2 separate regions of the Mus musculus genome follow, and region 1 is linked to region 2. A link is a contact called in public Hi-C data. All regions are on one chromosome and are shown on one strand. The core of a region is the stretch at or near the end of the contact, and the rest is flanking DNA. Distances in the headings are between cores, read along the strand shown.

Evidence for each region. Hi-C and Micro-C count contacts between places; a contact is called where the count stands out from the background.
Region 1: a Hi-C map of cerebellum shows a contact between it and region 2, with 2.1 times the contacts expected there. The contact joins two enhancer-like sites. A contact is called at or near these places in 4 of 39 promoter capture datasets (the C10 cell line, liver, pre-B cells and 1 more), 4 of 484 Hi-C or Micro-C datasets (cerebellum, cerebral cortex, nephron progenitors and 1 more), 1 of 115 datasets of contacts at active chromatin or transcription factors (embryonic stem cells) and 3 of 9 other capture datasets (adipose tissue, liver and pancreatic islet).

Annotation. Positions count from the first base shown.
Region 1 is chr2:146,379,397-146,386,650 of GRCm38.p6, forward strand. All of the region lies in intron 24 of Ralgapa2 (Ral GTPase activating protein, alpha subunit 2 (catalytic)), which reads right to left. Among named protein-coding and RNA genes, the nearest start is that of A930019D19Rik, 120 kb to the left of the region's middle. Within about 2 kb of position 2,840, at least 1 of the 459 cell types and tissues checked has an H3K27ac peak or open chromatin away from gene starts, as enhancers often do. A contact at or near this core is called in cerebellum, where this site is marked.
Region 2 is chr2:146,274,258-146,281,193 of GRCm38.p6, forward strand. All of the region lies in intron 38 of Ralgapa2 (Ral GTPase activating protein, alpha subunit 2 (catalytic)), which reads right to left. Among named protein-coding and RNA genes, the nearest start is that of A930019D19Rik, 18 kb to the left of the region's middle. Within about 2 kb of position 5,389, at least 64 of the 459 cell types and tissues checked have an H3K27ac peak or open chromatin away from gene starts, as enhancers often do. A contact at or near this core is called in cerebellum, where this site is marked.

The sequences.
Region 1 (7,254 bases), core at 1,590-4,089, 100 kb after region 2:
TGATTAAGCATCAGCCTTCCCTCTTTTCCTCAATTCATAGCACCCTTCAGAACTGCACTTGACTTTGAGAAGCAATGGGAACACTGTCTGTGTGTTCTTCTACCTTTGTCAGAATACTTTCTGTCCAATACAGTACCTTACCTGTTCTCCAATATTTCATATAAACAAAACATATATATGTATACACACACAGACACACACACACATACACACAATCTATGTCTCAGTCATCACTAACCCTTGTTAACTTGTTCCTGTGCTATTATAATTCCCTTTTTGTTCTTGCTATCATCATTCTCTCATGGTTATAATTTATCCCAAATAACCGCTGTGGTGTAAGGTCCTTCAACGGTTCGTGTTCTCTCTCTCTCTCTCTCAACTCATGTTGAACATCTTGCTTCAAAACCATTATCTGTGGGATGAAAACTACTCAGTGACTGGAAGATTGAGCAGTGAGCTATGTAAGCAAGGTTCAAGGGTCATGCCTGCATGGTCTATACTTGGCCCTTCTGACGATCCAGACAGTCGGAGGCTCTTTACAGTGCTACCCTGCTTACTCATGTTCACGTGTTATTTTATCCATAATTATCTGGCACTAAGTCAAAGTTGCTCTCTGGTCCTTGGGCATTTCCTGAGTCCTGTGACATGCAAACCCCCATCCTGCATCTTGTCTTGTAAATCCTGCCACTCTTTAAACCCTCCCAAGTCCTGCCAAGTCCAATCTCTTCATTTGCCAACCAATTTAGCTACAAGGACATATGACACCCAAATACCAGTTATTTGGTTCTTTGTTCAAATTAATGGATATTACAGATATTTATGCATTTCATACCTTCAAAACTCAATACTTACCAATAGTGAGAAAAAATATCCAATGTAAAACAGTTCTTGAATAAAAAACAACAACAAAAAAAGAAAGGATGGTATGATTCTAATTAAAAAATGTTTAAAAGTAACTAGAAAATACAAGAATGCTCAAGGACCTTAGAGTCTTCTAGTTTACCTCATCCATGAGCACTCTCAGTTAGGTGGTACCCTACGGCTAGTGAGAAGCAAAACTGAGTGTTGTTCTCAGGTCTCATAGGTGTCAACTTGAGGCTTGTCATCTATAAAGGCTGCATAGTAAAGCCATTTTGAAGTCATATCCTGAAGCATGGAGATACAAGACCCATTGTTACAACAGGAATAGATTCAGATTAGTCCTTTTCCCCTCATAGTACAAAACTATGGCTTTAAAAATTCTTTTTAAAATGGAAGAATCACACATCTGATTAGTATTAACAAATTTAGGGTAAAATTTATAATTGTATTTTCTTAGTCCACATAGATAGCATGTTCAAATTATATAAAATATATAATTATAAAATGTGAGAAATTTAGAACATGATAAATATTTTCTATCCAGCTGTTTTGAAATTACTACGTTGTGAATAGTTTTACGGGTTTTATTACTTCAGCCCTGAAGTCTAATTCTTGTACACCATTCAGAATCCCCAGGTTCTCTGGTAGAAACCATGGTGGAACTATGATCTGTCCTGTTTTTTTTTTTTTTCCCTGAGAGATTAGAAATCTGGAAAATTGTTTAATCTCTCATTCATGGAAAAGCTATAAAAGAAAAAGTGGATATTCTCTGTAAAGCAGTAATGTCCCTGTGTCATGAGCCAGTGGTACTGTGTGGAAAAAAATAGGACACAATTTTGAGTTGGGATTGTAATGACCAAAAAAAAAAAAAAAGAAAGAAAAAAAAAAGGTCAAAATAAAAATCACTACTTTCTAAAAAAATTCTTTTAAAATGAAACTTCTATAGCGTGAGCTCTTATACTGAGAAAATCAAGATTATACACTAGGTGTCATATAAATGTCTAAATGCGAAAGTGTGTACTCTACTGTGACAGCACTGAATTAAAATTCTGAGTCAAGATTTCTGTAAAAATAGCTTACCATACAAAATCAGCATGGCAGAGAAGTAACAAAATTATTCCCTTTGATATGAGACAAACAAGACAAGTAAAAATAAGTCTCTGCCTTCCACTGGGTTTGCTATGATAATTCTTTTTCCATAAGTGAATACTCATATCAGTTTAGCTTTAACTATGCTGAAGAACTTATACATATCTAGCACACAAAGTTCTAGTTATAAGGGTAAATTTCTAGCAAAGAGCAGTTCTTTGTTTGAGAAAAGGTGATGCAATGATTACATATCACTGCATGATGCAGGCTGTCTGAGGTTATTAGAAGAGCCAGGTATGGCCAATTTACAAGGATCACCCCTGCACCTTGCTTTCATAGCTCACCCGTGAGTCCTACACTCACTGAGGAGACCCTGGGGATCTCTTTACAACCGACTGTTTATTATTATATTATTCCATCATATACCTCTTGAGAGGAGGCTGTAACATCCGTTAAGAAAAAGCATAAACTTATTTTGATTTCTAAGATAGAATAATCCTATATATATAGTACCTAAAATTATATATATTTTTAATATTGGTATAGTTAAAAAGTACACTCAAAGAGCAAGTTAAAATATTCTTAAAACAAGTGACATATTATTGGCTACAAAATAAGTGACTAAAGTTAAAAGAGAAAAACCCCAGTTGGGTAAGTTTAATGCGGCAGGTTTATGTAGGAGATGAACTGAACTGTTGTTATCCTGCATTTCCAGGACTCAGCAGCACTATGGAGCAGAGTTGTAGATTATGCCAGAATCTTACATGTAGACAACACAATCTGTTTTGCAGAGCGTTTGAGGACAATTGACAGCAGTGTCAGCTGGCTTACAGAATTTCCAGAAGTGTCAAAGAACCAACCATGAGTCTCAGCAGTGAAGGAAAAGACAGCAGACACACCCAGCTACACTCTAAGCTGAGAAGGCTGGCACTAGCAGAGATCCTGCTGTTTGCAGTGATGCTAGTGTCTGGGCAGAACTTCCAAAGATTAGAGGGCCCAGCTCCTTCAAGATGCTGTCCCACTACTCCCCATGTCTTTCAAATACTATGCCAAACTAGTTGCAAGGAGTCTGGCTCATTCAGAGTTCAGCCTTCCAGCATCTATCATTGAGTTAGGTGAAAAGCAAGTAGGACCATAGGACCACAAGACATTCCTGGATCATGGGTATAAAGAGCAAATCACTACTTATGTCTGACCCACAACACAGGGAGTAGACATTTCTCCACTTGTAATGTATGTTTTTCAGTCAGATCATTATATTAAAATGTAAGATGGCAGATGGGTAATGAAACAAACACAGTACTCAATTATTGGAAAAATGAAATACATGAGGTTCTTGGAACTACTGCACTAATTGCCCTCAATCTTCACATAAGGACTCACAGTTACTAAAGGAAGTAAAACTCTATGATTATGCTCCTCTTACACTATGGAACCAGGGCCTGGTGAGGCCAAATGACTTGGCTAAGACATGAAGGCCAAGACGAAAACTCAGCCCTCCTGAAGGCTCTTTACAGTTATACTTTATCATATCATATTCTACCATATCAAAAATTATGCTGATATTATTCAAATTTGTATGTCAATGATTATTGTAGAGCAGAACTATATACATTCTTCACCTGAGGAAAGTTTCATGCTGGTTTTCTTTTTTCTGCCTTAGAAAATATGATAATATAGCATTATAGACTACAATGACAAAGATCCACATTTCCCGAAATTTCTATATGCAAATTTGTAACAATAACTTTGTTTTACTGTAAGTTTTGCATTTAAAAGAGAACTTAACTTTGATGTATAACAGACAAATTAAATTATATTAAGACGGTAAATCTGTAAGTCATTGTTAAAAAATAGTTTACTTATTTTAAGAAAAGAAAACTTTCCAGTCTTTGATATATGTTCTTACAAACATGAAAATAAAATTCCTTTCCTCAACTGTCCTTTTCCATTTCACACGTATTGATCTTTCCATATGTTTTAAATAATCATGAAATTAATAGGAAATGTTTTTAATAAATCCAAATCATAGTTCCTTTCATGTCAAAATATTTTGGGGAAGACTAAGGTGAAAAAGCTGCTTAAACATTAGGACAAACTGAGAGCAACCAAGAACAGCTTTAGAAGAGAAGTGGAAAAATGACAGCAACTGGGAAGGTATCTGAAGGTCAGAGGGGACTCTGAGAGGAGTATGAAGGGGAAGGAATATGGCCCAGCAAAACCAAACAAGGGAGGAATGAGATCAAGGAGTGTTTGACTAACAAGTTAGCTGTCAGTCAATGGAAAAGACAAGCCCAATGGGTCCAGAAAGCTTTTCTGTGAATTCTAACATCCTTTTGAATACATGGCATTTGGCAAAAATTCTCAAGATGTTTTGTGCTTTCATTATTCATAAAATAGGGCAGATATTATGTGTGGAGAAGAATGAGTGGGACACCACACTGTTCCTGGTACAGGGTCTGGCACTAGGAGACAGGAACATCCCTCACCTCCACCCAATATTCCAGGCACAGTGCAGCTGGGCTGGAGAGGCAACAGGAAGATCCTTCATGGCTTTGAACCAGTGACAACATTACTAGCACTGAAAAAAATCCAGGACCAGGCATGGTGGTGCAGGTCTTTAATCCCATCATTTGGGAGGCAAGCAGTTCTCAATGAATTTGAGGCCAGCATAATCTATATAGTGAGTCAAGGCTACATTGAGAGCTTGTCTTAAAAAAACTAGGGTGTAGGTGGGGAATCTTTATCACGGAAAACCCCTCCATTTTATGGATTTTTTTCCTTCTTTCTTTCTTTCTTTCTTTCTTTCTTTCTTTCTTTCTTTCTTTCTTTCTTTCTTTCTTTCTTTCTTTCTTTCTTTCTTTCTTTCTTTTAACAATCATGCACATTACAAACCCACACTACATCACAGCGAGAGAGAAAAGGCCATCTGATAAGGCCATTATGCTGTCTATTAAATAAGTTAGTGATGTAACTAATACTATTACAAATGTTGTTTTAGAAGTACTACATTTGGCATTCTGGCTGTTTGGCTTACATAACAAATTTGGTATAATATTAGATGCAGTCATGCTTTTTACATGATTGTACACAAGACCATATATATATATGTGTGTGTGTGTGTGTGTGTGTGTATGTATATATATATATATATATACACACACATACATACATATATGGAGAGAGAGAGAGAGAGAGAGAGAGAGAGAGAGAGAGAGAGTGAGAGAGAGAGAGAGAGAGAGGGGATAGTTTTTGCATTTGAGTCTCAGCAATATTTGAAAAGCTATCTAATGTCTGAGCACTTGTTTGCATCTCAGCATCTCACTGAGCACTGTGGCTACAACCCCAATTCTATCAGATTCAGGAGAAGCGTTTGGTAAACCACCATGCTGCACACACACTGTCACAGGGTTCTGGCTCTTCTGGCCAGTTTGAACTATTTAACTGAGTTGAGCAGACAAGTGTGCCATCCAGAGGGCAAAGGAGAAAACACATCTTGTGTTTTCTCTGTAAAATAAAACTAGTAGAGGTTAAATTAAAATACTAATATTTTAACCTAACTGTTGCATTTAATTATTCATGTAACACATTATTTATAGATTATGTATTTAATTTAAATAGCAAACTTAGTATTTGCTATTATTTATTGTTAAAGCCAAGGATAGTCTCTAGACTTCTCCCTTTGCATAAACAAATCCTTTTCATGCCACAATAGATGGAAGTGTGGTTCTTTGCAACTCTCACAGCATGGAAACAAGCCTTGACATGGTACCAGCCACAGGTGCACGGCTTACCAATTACAAAATTGAATTTAACTGTATTCTCTGTAGCAAATGTTTTCTTTTCTTTTTATAATGAATATAGCGTGTGTTTCCAGAAGTACATATAACTTCTAAAACAACCACCATGATCTACTTAAACATGTGGGCCAAAAGTTAAACTAATTAACCAGAGACATTTTTTACTTAAATAAGAAAGGTTTCTTTCATTAGAAGGACTCTGGGTAAATTTCTTCTGGCAAAGAAATAAAGTTCACTTTAGGGTAATTCTGTTTGGCAGACAGTTGGGGCTTCTAAAATATATAGTAATAATTGTAAGGTTAAAGTAAAATAGTTAATTCTATTAAAGCCACATAAAAATCCAGACTCCTAGTGGTGCACACAATAGGGTGATTATAGACTAGAGATGTATGATATCCCCATTCTGCCCTAATGTCTGCACTGATGGGACTGCTGCTGCCATTGTGCTGTCTACAAGACAACTGTCTTCCTTTAACTGAAAACATGATGTACATTGAAATGTGAAGACAATTTTAAGTATATAATCTCAACACCTTTCCTGAATAAAATGTTTTCAAACAATTCATAAAGACATACTCATGCTACTTTGAGTTCGTACTTCCTGCTTCACTCCTTCACTTCACACCAACACTTCACACAGAGCATGATTTCAAACTCACAGCTCTTACGCAACTTCCTAAAAAAAAACCATTCTAGTACTACTACTTTGTGCTGATTTCAGTTCTGTTGTTGTTGTTATTGTTGTTGCTGTTATATCAGAAAATTCTACAGTTGACCATTATTCCCAAATCATATATTTTCCATGAAGAATCTTTATCAAAATACTATTTTAACATAGAGCGCAGTTAAGTCAACCTTCCTACTGTGGTGCCTACACTGCGGGAGCTCATTACTATCTTTGGAGTTGATTCTCTTTCCTGTTTCTACCCATTAATCTTCTTAGGTGTCCTGTATGGCATCATTCTGTAGGAGGTGCTTCTACCTGCAGGGTCAGCTGGGAATAGTTAAGCAGAGAATACAGGGGACTGCACACAATATCCCTACTTAGACATCTACTGAAATAAGTGAATGAATCTGTGGGTCCAATCCCAGCTGCTGTTATCACTGTCTTCCGATGCTGCTTAGAGCAAACATGACAAGAACAACTCACTGGGACAGTATGGTCATGGCTAAAACAAAGCTCAATGATTACAGCTCAAAGCTTGTACTTGGGAACCACAGAATATGGTGACCACTTCTCCAGCACGGGAAAAATGGAAGTACATTTTAAAGAAAAACAAATGCCAAGCTTGCTCCTAAATCTGTGACCTACATTTAATCCCCAGGACTCATGTGACTGCTGCAAGGTGCCATCTGACCTCCATACTTGAACACACACAATGCCCACAGCCCCACATATGAAAGGAAGGAAGGGAGGGAGGGAGGGAAGGAAGGAGGGATAGAGGGAGGGAGAAGATAATAATAGCACTTTTCAAAAGTCCATATATATGCCTATCTGGATCAC
Region 2 (6,936 bases), core at 4,139-6,638:
CCATGGATTAAGTAACTGGTGAAAAGGTCAAAAGTTAGCAATCACCACAACCTCGGGCTCTGTGACAATGCTAATCTTTCTGCAGTTGAGCACGGGACATTTGTACACAAAAGTTGATTTTTAACAAGTGCTTTTCTATACAAATAGCACCAGTAAGCTGACTTATAAAGCTGAAATATTTTTAGGCGAACATAACTGTAATTGTTCTCAAGTCAATATATGCAGTGTATTGAAACCAAGCTCTTGTTTATTTATTTCAATTAATTTGCGCTCTACCAAGTCTAGTCAGCAATGTGCACATGGAGAATGGGAAGTGAAATCACCCATTAGGTGTTCCACCCAACAATATGAACTAACCAGTACCCCCCCCCCACCCCCGAGCTCTTGTCTCTAGCTGCATATGTATCAAAAGATGGCCTAGTCGGTCATCATTGGAAAAAGAGGCCCATCGGTCTTGCAAACTTTATATGCCTCAGTACAGGGGAACGCCAGGGCCAAGAAGTGGGAGTGGGGGGAGGGAGGGTAGTGGGAGGGAGGGTATGGGGGGGCTTTTGGGATAGCATTGGAAATGTAAATGAAGAAAATATCTAATTAAAAAAAATGTCTAGGTGTTGTTTGGGAATGAAGGCAATGGCCACAGGACCTTAGATCTGAGGCTTTCTCTGTTCACCATCTAACAGGTAAGTGATAAAACATCTTGACAATGCAGTGAGTGCCCATGCAATCTGGGACAAATGGAAAGGACAAATCCCAGTGGTGTGTGTGTGTCCGTCCCTCCTTCCTGGCATGTGGGCCTCTGCACCTTGCAGAAGGCTTTGACTGATGGTTCCCCTTACTCACTCGCTGCTTTCCTAGTCCTCTGCTCTGACTCGGAGGTTTGTGGGAATCCCTCATAGGCAGGTCACAGGCTGAGTTCCTGCAGCCCAGAGGTCTCAGATGGCGTCATCATCAGACTCTGAGGGGTCTATTAACTTGGGTGATAAACTGTACAGCTTTACTTTCTGTATACCCTCTGAAATGATATATTTCCTTCCATTATAAATATAGACATCAAACCACAATGGCAATATTTATGGAAATCACAGACCCTTTCACAGTACACTAATTCTTACTAAAGCCTCACAATTATAGAAGCAGTGCACAACTTCATTGTTGTTATATATAGCTAGCCATGAGTAAGCAAGTTTGTTATAAAAAAATTCCACAAACATAAATAGAAGCTGCTGAGTCCATTTTGTTGTTTGTGTAGATATGGTTCCAGGGAGAACACTCTGTATTGGACAACCAATACAGGAGGCCATCCTAACTCAGACTAACTGTCCCTTTCCCAGCAGTTACTACTTGTCTACAGTTATGCAAGTGTGTGTGTGTATACACACATTCATATACATACATACATACATACATATATATAAAATAATCAAAGAAAAAGGCTATCAATTTGAGAGTGGGGGGCATGGGAGGAGCTGGGGAAGGGTACCTGAGAGGGCTGGAGGGAGGAGAGGGAAGGAGGAAAGTGATATAGTTCTATCTTAATTAAAAATGTATTCTTAAAATAAAAAGCAATCCACTGAAACCGACTTCCTTTGTAACACTATATGCTTTATTTTCCACGTCTACAAACATTTTGAGAAGGGCAGAAGGCCGTCAGCACAAAGGAGGCTGAGTACTCCATTTTGTTTAGGTGTTCTCTAGGATGGTTAAGAATGGGACCTCACAAAATTATAAAGCTTCTGTAAGGCAAAGGACACTGTCAATAAGACAAAACGGCAACTGACAGATTGGGAAAAGATCTTTACCAATCCTAAATCCAATAGGGGGCTAATATCCAATATATACAAAGAACTCAAGAAGTTGGACTCCAGAAAACCAAATAACCCTATTAAAAAACGGGGCTAGGGCTGGTGAGATGGCTCAGTGGGTAAGAGCACCCGACTGCTCTTCTGAAGGTCAGGAGTTCAAATCCCAGCAACCACATGGTGGCTCACAACCATCTGTAATGAAATCTGCCTCCCTCTTCTGGAGTGTCTGAGGACAGCTACAGTGTACTTAAATATAATAAATAAATAAATCTTTAAAAAAAATAAAAAATAAATAAAAATAAAAAACGGGGCTAAACAAAGAATTTTCAACTGAGGAATACTGGATGGCTGAGAAGAACCTAAAAAAATGTTCAACATCTTTAATCATCAGGGAAATGCAAATCAAAACAACCCTGAGATTCCATCTCACACCAGTCAGAATGGTTAAGATAAAAAACTCAGGTGACAGCAGATGCTGGCAAGGATGTGGAGAAAGAGGAACACTCCATTGTTGGTGGGATTGTAGTCTGGTACAACCACTCTGGAAATCAGTTTGGCAGTTCCTCAGGAAATTGGACATAGTTCTACTGGAAGATCCAGCAATACCACTCCTGGGCATATACCCAGAAGATGCTCCAACTTGTAATAAGGACACATGTTCCACTATGTTTATAGCAGCCTTATTTATAATAGCCAGAAGCTGGAAAGAACCCAGATGTCCCTCAACAGAGGAATGGACACAGAATATATGGTACATTTACACAATGGAGTACTATGCAGCTATCAAAAATAATGAATTTATGAAATTCTTAGACAAATGGATGGATCTGGAGGATATCATCCTAAGTGAGGTAACCCAATCACAAAAGAACACACATGATATTCACTCACTGATAAGTGGATATTAGCCCAGAAGCTCAGAATCTCTTTTAGAAGAGGGAACAAAATACCCATGGAAGGAGTTACAGAGACAAAGTTCAGAGCAGAGACTGAAGGAACAACCATCCAGAGACTGCCCCTCTTGGGGATCCATCCCATAAACAACCACCTAACCCAGACACTAAGGCAGATGCCAACAAGAGCTTGCAGATAGGAGCTTGATATAGCTGTCTCCTGAGAGGCTCTGCCAGTGCCTGACAAATACAGAGGTGGATGCTCACAGCCTACCATTGGACTGAGCACAGGGTCCCCAATGAAGGAGCTAGAAAAAGTACCTAAGGAGCTGAAGGGGTTTGCACCCCATAGGAGGAACAACAATATGAACTAACCAGTACCCCTAGAGCTCCTTGGGACTAAACCACCAATCAAAGAAAACACATGGTGGGACTTGTGGCTCTAGCTTCATATGTAACAGAGGATGGCCTAGTCGGTCATCAATGGGAGGAGAGGCCCTAGGTCCTGTGAAGGTTCTATGCCCCAATATAGGGGAATGCCAGGGCCAGGAATGGGTGTGGGTGGGTTGGAGAGTAGGGGGAGGGGGGAGGAGATAGGGGATTTTCAGAGGGGAAACTAGGAAAGGGGATAACATTTGAAATGTAAATAACGAAAGTATCTAATAAAAAAAATAAAAAAAATCAGGTTAAAAAAAAAAAAAGAATGACAGGACCACCAGTGGCCCTAAGACTGCAGATTCACAGGGGTGTGGCCACTGGTCATGGTGCAACACACAGCCTAATTGTGGAATTCTGCCTCTTTTCCCTATGCCACATCATCGACTCCAGCCATATCTGACAGCTGAGGGGGCAGTCCTAGAGAGGCTGGGCACAGCCCCATATCCACTGTGAGGAGGGGGATTTTGGACCAGTGTACAGTTCCATGAAGGTCAAGGCAGACTTGCCTGTGAGATGTGAAGCTCTAATAAAAGAGAGAGAGAAAAAGTAATTTCAAGATAGGAAAATAAAAGTCTATTAAAATTTCAACAACGCTGGGCAGTGGAGGCACACACCTTTAATCCCAGCACTTGGGAGGCAGATGCCAGCAGATTTCTGAGTTTGAGGCCAGCCTGGTCTACGGAGTGAGTTCCAGGACAGCCAGGGCTACACAGAGAAGCCCTGTCTCGGAAAAGCAAAATAAATAAATAAATAAATAATTTTTTTTTTAACTTTGTCATTACAGAGTACTCAATGTCAAAGGGGACTGGGGACAGAAATCCTTCAAGAAAAAACTTGCAGAAACTGTGTTCCTTTTCTTTTTCAGATCTGTCCCTGCTACACAGCCATTAGAGGTGAGTAGGAGGGAACTCACATTGGTGAAGCATGTATCATTGCCTTTGCAAGCCCCTTTTTCAGACATGGAAACTGAGGCCAGGGAACTGGCCCTCTTGTCTCAAGTCACTGTCTCAAGTTATCACCAAGTGGCCTCTGATGATAGGTTGAGAAACAGCCCAGAGTCCCCTTAGGTTCTAATAAAAAAAGCAACCCTGTATCTCTTTCCAGTTAGGTACCTCGTGAGAGGCTGGAGAGCCAGCTGGAACCGCTTTCCTCCTTTCTATTCTCAGGGACAGATTCTGACCCCGGCCTGGGCTGGGGAGGCTGGTGGGATGAACCAATGGAAAAGCGACAGGGAGTAGTAGTGAGTCATCTGAACCAACAGCTACACACAGGGCTCCAAAGCCACACAAAACAGGTAATTTAATTTCATAAAGGGATCTTTCTACCGTTTGTTTTTCCCCCTCTCAGCCTATTGAAATGTACACACCATGAGGACAAAGTCCAGGGCACTCTTCAGCTGCAATTTTACTTCTGCACATATTTAATGTGTTGCTGGGGATGAAGCATTTCATGGTTCCTGTGCTTAGCAAATGAAATAAATCAATGTGTTATGAGAGAGCCTTTTTCCCCTTGCTGTTTGGGGGAAGTGCTCTTTACTCTTCAACTAACAGGAGCTTAACGAACCATTTCACATTCTAAACCCCTGGAAAGGTCATAATGCCTATTTCTTATTTTTTTTTTAAAAAACACTGAATAATACTAATTTTCTTTTATGTATCCACATGGGTAGTGGTGCTTTAAAAAATTACTAAAAATAAACAATGCCACAGAGCAGGAGAATCTTTTTATTTGTTAAATATAGATACTCGTAGGTCTTTATAAAGCAAGACAGAAAGAGAGATGACCTGGCCCAGGGTTTTATTAAGTATAATCAAAGAACCAGGGAATTTGGGTTGCCATGGAAGTCAGGCCTAAATAAAGTTTATCACACTGTGCCGACTTAGCATTGTGCCTTGAAATAATAAAGCCGATGTGCCACAAAAAACACAGGTCACTCAGCAGTTAGGTTCCTTTGCTTGCATTTCTTTTAAATTTTTATGCTTAAACTTCCCAGCCTGTACTAAAAAGGGCCCGGCTTTGTGGCATAACAGAAACAGGTACTCAAGGCTCGCCTCTGCTTCATGCTTGAGCCAGTCTCATTTTTCTGTCCTAATTGCAGCAGACAGCATTTCGGCTTTGTCAGCCCTACCTGCTCTGAATAGGAGCACTTTTGCCTCCCCCCTTGTCAAAGACCAGGGAAGAAAGCGCGCTCTCTGGTTGGCAGCAGTCTTGGATCCTCGCCCCCGGCCATACTGTGCAATCACGCTGTTTATCCCACTGTAACAATCAGACAGCGAGAGCTGAGCACCTGGTCCTCCCGGCCCCGGCCTTCCTTGGCAGCTGACGGGCAACCTCGCTGCCAGGTGGTCGCGCTTCAATTACATTAGCTAGCCATTCTAGGGTTAACGAGGACCCACTCTCCTCAGAATGCCCCGAGAAAATCAGTTATTCATAAAAGACAGTATGCCTTTTGTTGATAGCCGAACAATGTTGCTGAATATCCATTAAATTAAATTCTCCTTATTGGGCTGAATAATGCAGTAGCGATAGCCCCGGCTAGAAGTTTGCATGTTTATTTACCGAATTTCTGAATAATTTATACACGGATCCTGGCTCTATTTTTCATTTGGTGGCCAAATGCTTCTTTGGAATGGGTCTGTGTGGCTTTGCCTTCGTTTTAATACAGGCTGACACTCACTCACAAATGGAAAACAAATGAAGGCACGCTGTAATGGAGTGCTGGGGAAAGGAAATTGTACTTTGACTCAGAATTCACCTCCCAATTTTCTATTGCAGGAGGACTTCTAAATTTGCATAGACGCTTTTGTGGGCTGTTTCATTTGAGAAGCCTTTTCCACACACACAAAAAGGAAGACAGTGTGCTGGCCGGTCGTTAATCTCCGAGCCAGGGCTATTACCAGTGCTTAGGTACACAGTGGCCCTGTGGAGACCTGGTGGTAACTGAATTTGATGGACAGCTAGAATGTGTCTCCCTGCCACCATCCTTCTGGAGAGCTGTTATCTGTGATCATTGGCAGCAGAGACTACAGGGACAGGAAAGTCATGAACTGCAAGGTTTTCCTCCTGTCTGCTCTCCCCACACATCAGAGAGTGGGTATAGGAGGAATACTCCCTCCTCTTGGCATGTGGGGTGGGCCTGAGCCTCAGAGCCATGGTTGCCCAGATAGACCGATCTGGGAAAGCTGTGAGAGGATCTGCAGAGAGACAAGAACAGGGTAGAACAAATACCACTGTTCTAGGAACTGAGTCTTAGTTGGCTGGGAAGTAATTTTTAAAGTTAATTCATTTCTTTGCACAGTGCTATATTCAGGAACTCACATATGTTGGGCAAGCACACAACACTGATAAACCCCAAGACCAGGAGATAAGTTTAGAACAGGATGCAGGAGGAAAAAAAAAAAAACAAAACCCTGAGAGTTTTCTTCTCCCCTACAGCTCCATCACCCGAACGAAGGACATATTAATTATCACAAAGCAGAGAAGACAATGGGAAAATTCTATTGGATCTTCCTTTCACTTAAGGGAGAAAAGATCTTGCTTTTTTTTTTTTTTTTTTTGGTGATGAAAAAGATTGAATAAATCAAGCAAGAAAGGCAAACCTCAGTTGATATGCAAATGCAAAGGAGTCTGGAAGAGGGGTTTTCAGGCTTAGCAGTGGCACAGCACAGCAGCTGGGAGGCGGGAGCAGGGCTAGGAGTGTGAACCTGCAGGATGCACCACTCCTAGTTGGTGTCTTGGAGGCCTTGGGCAAGTCACACTTTTTCTTTGTCTTCTCTTTTTGCAGCCATTTAGCACCTTGCATG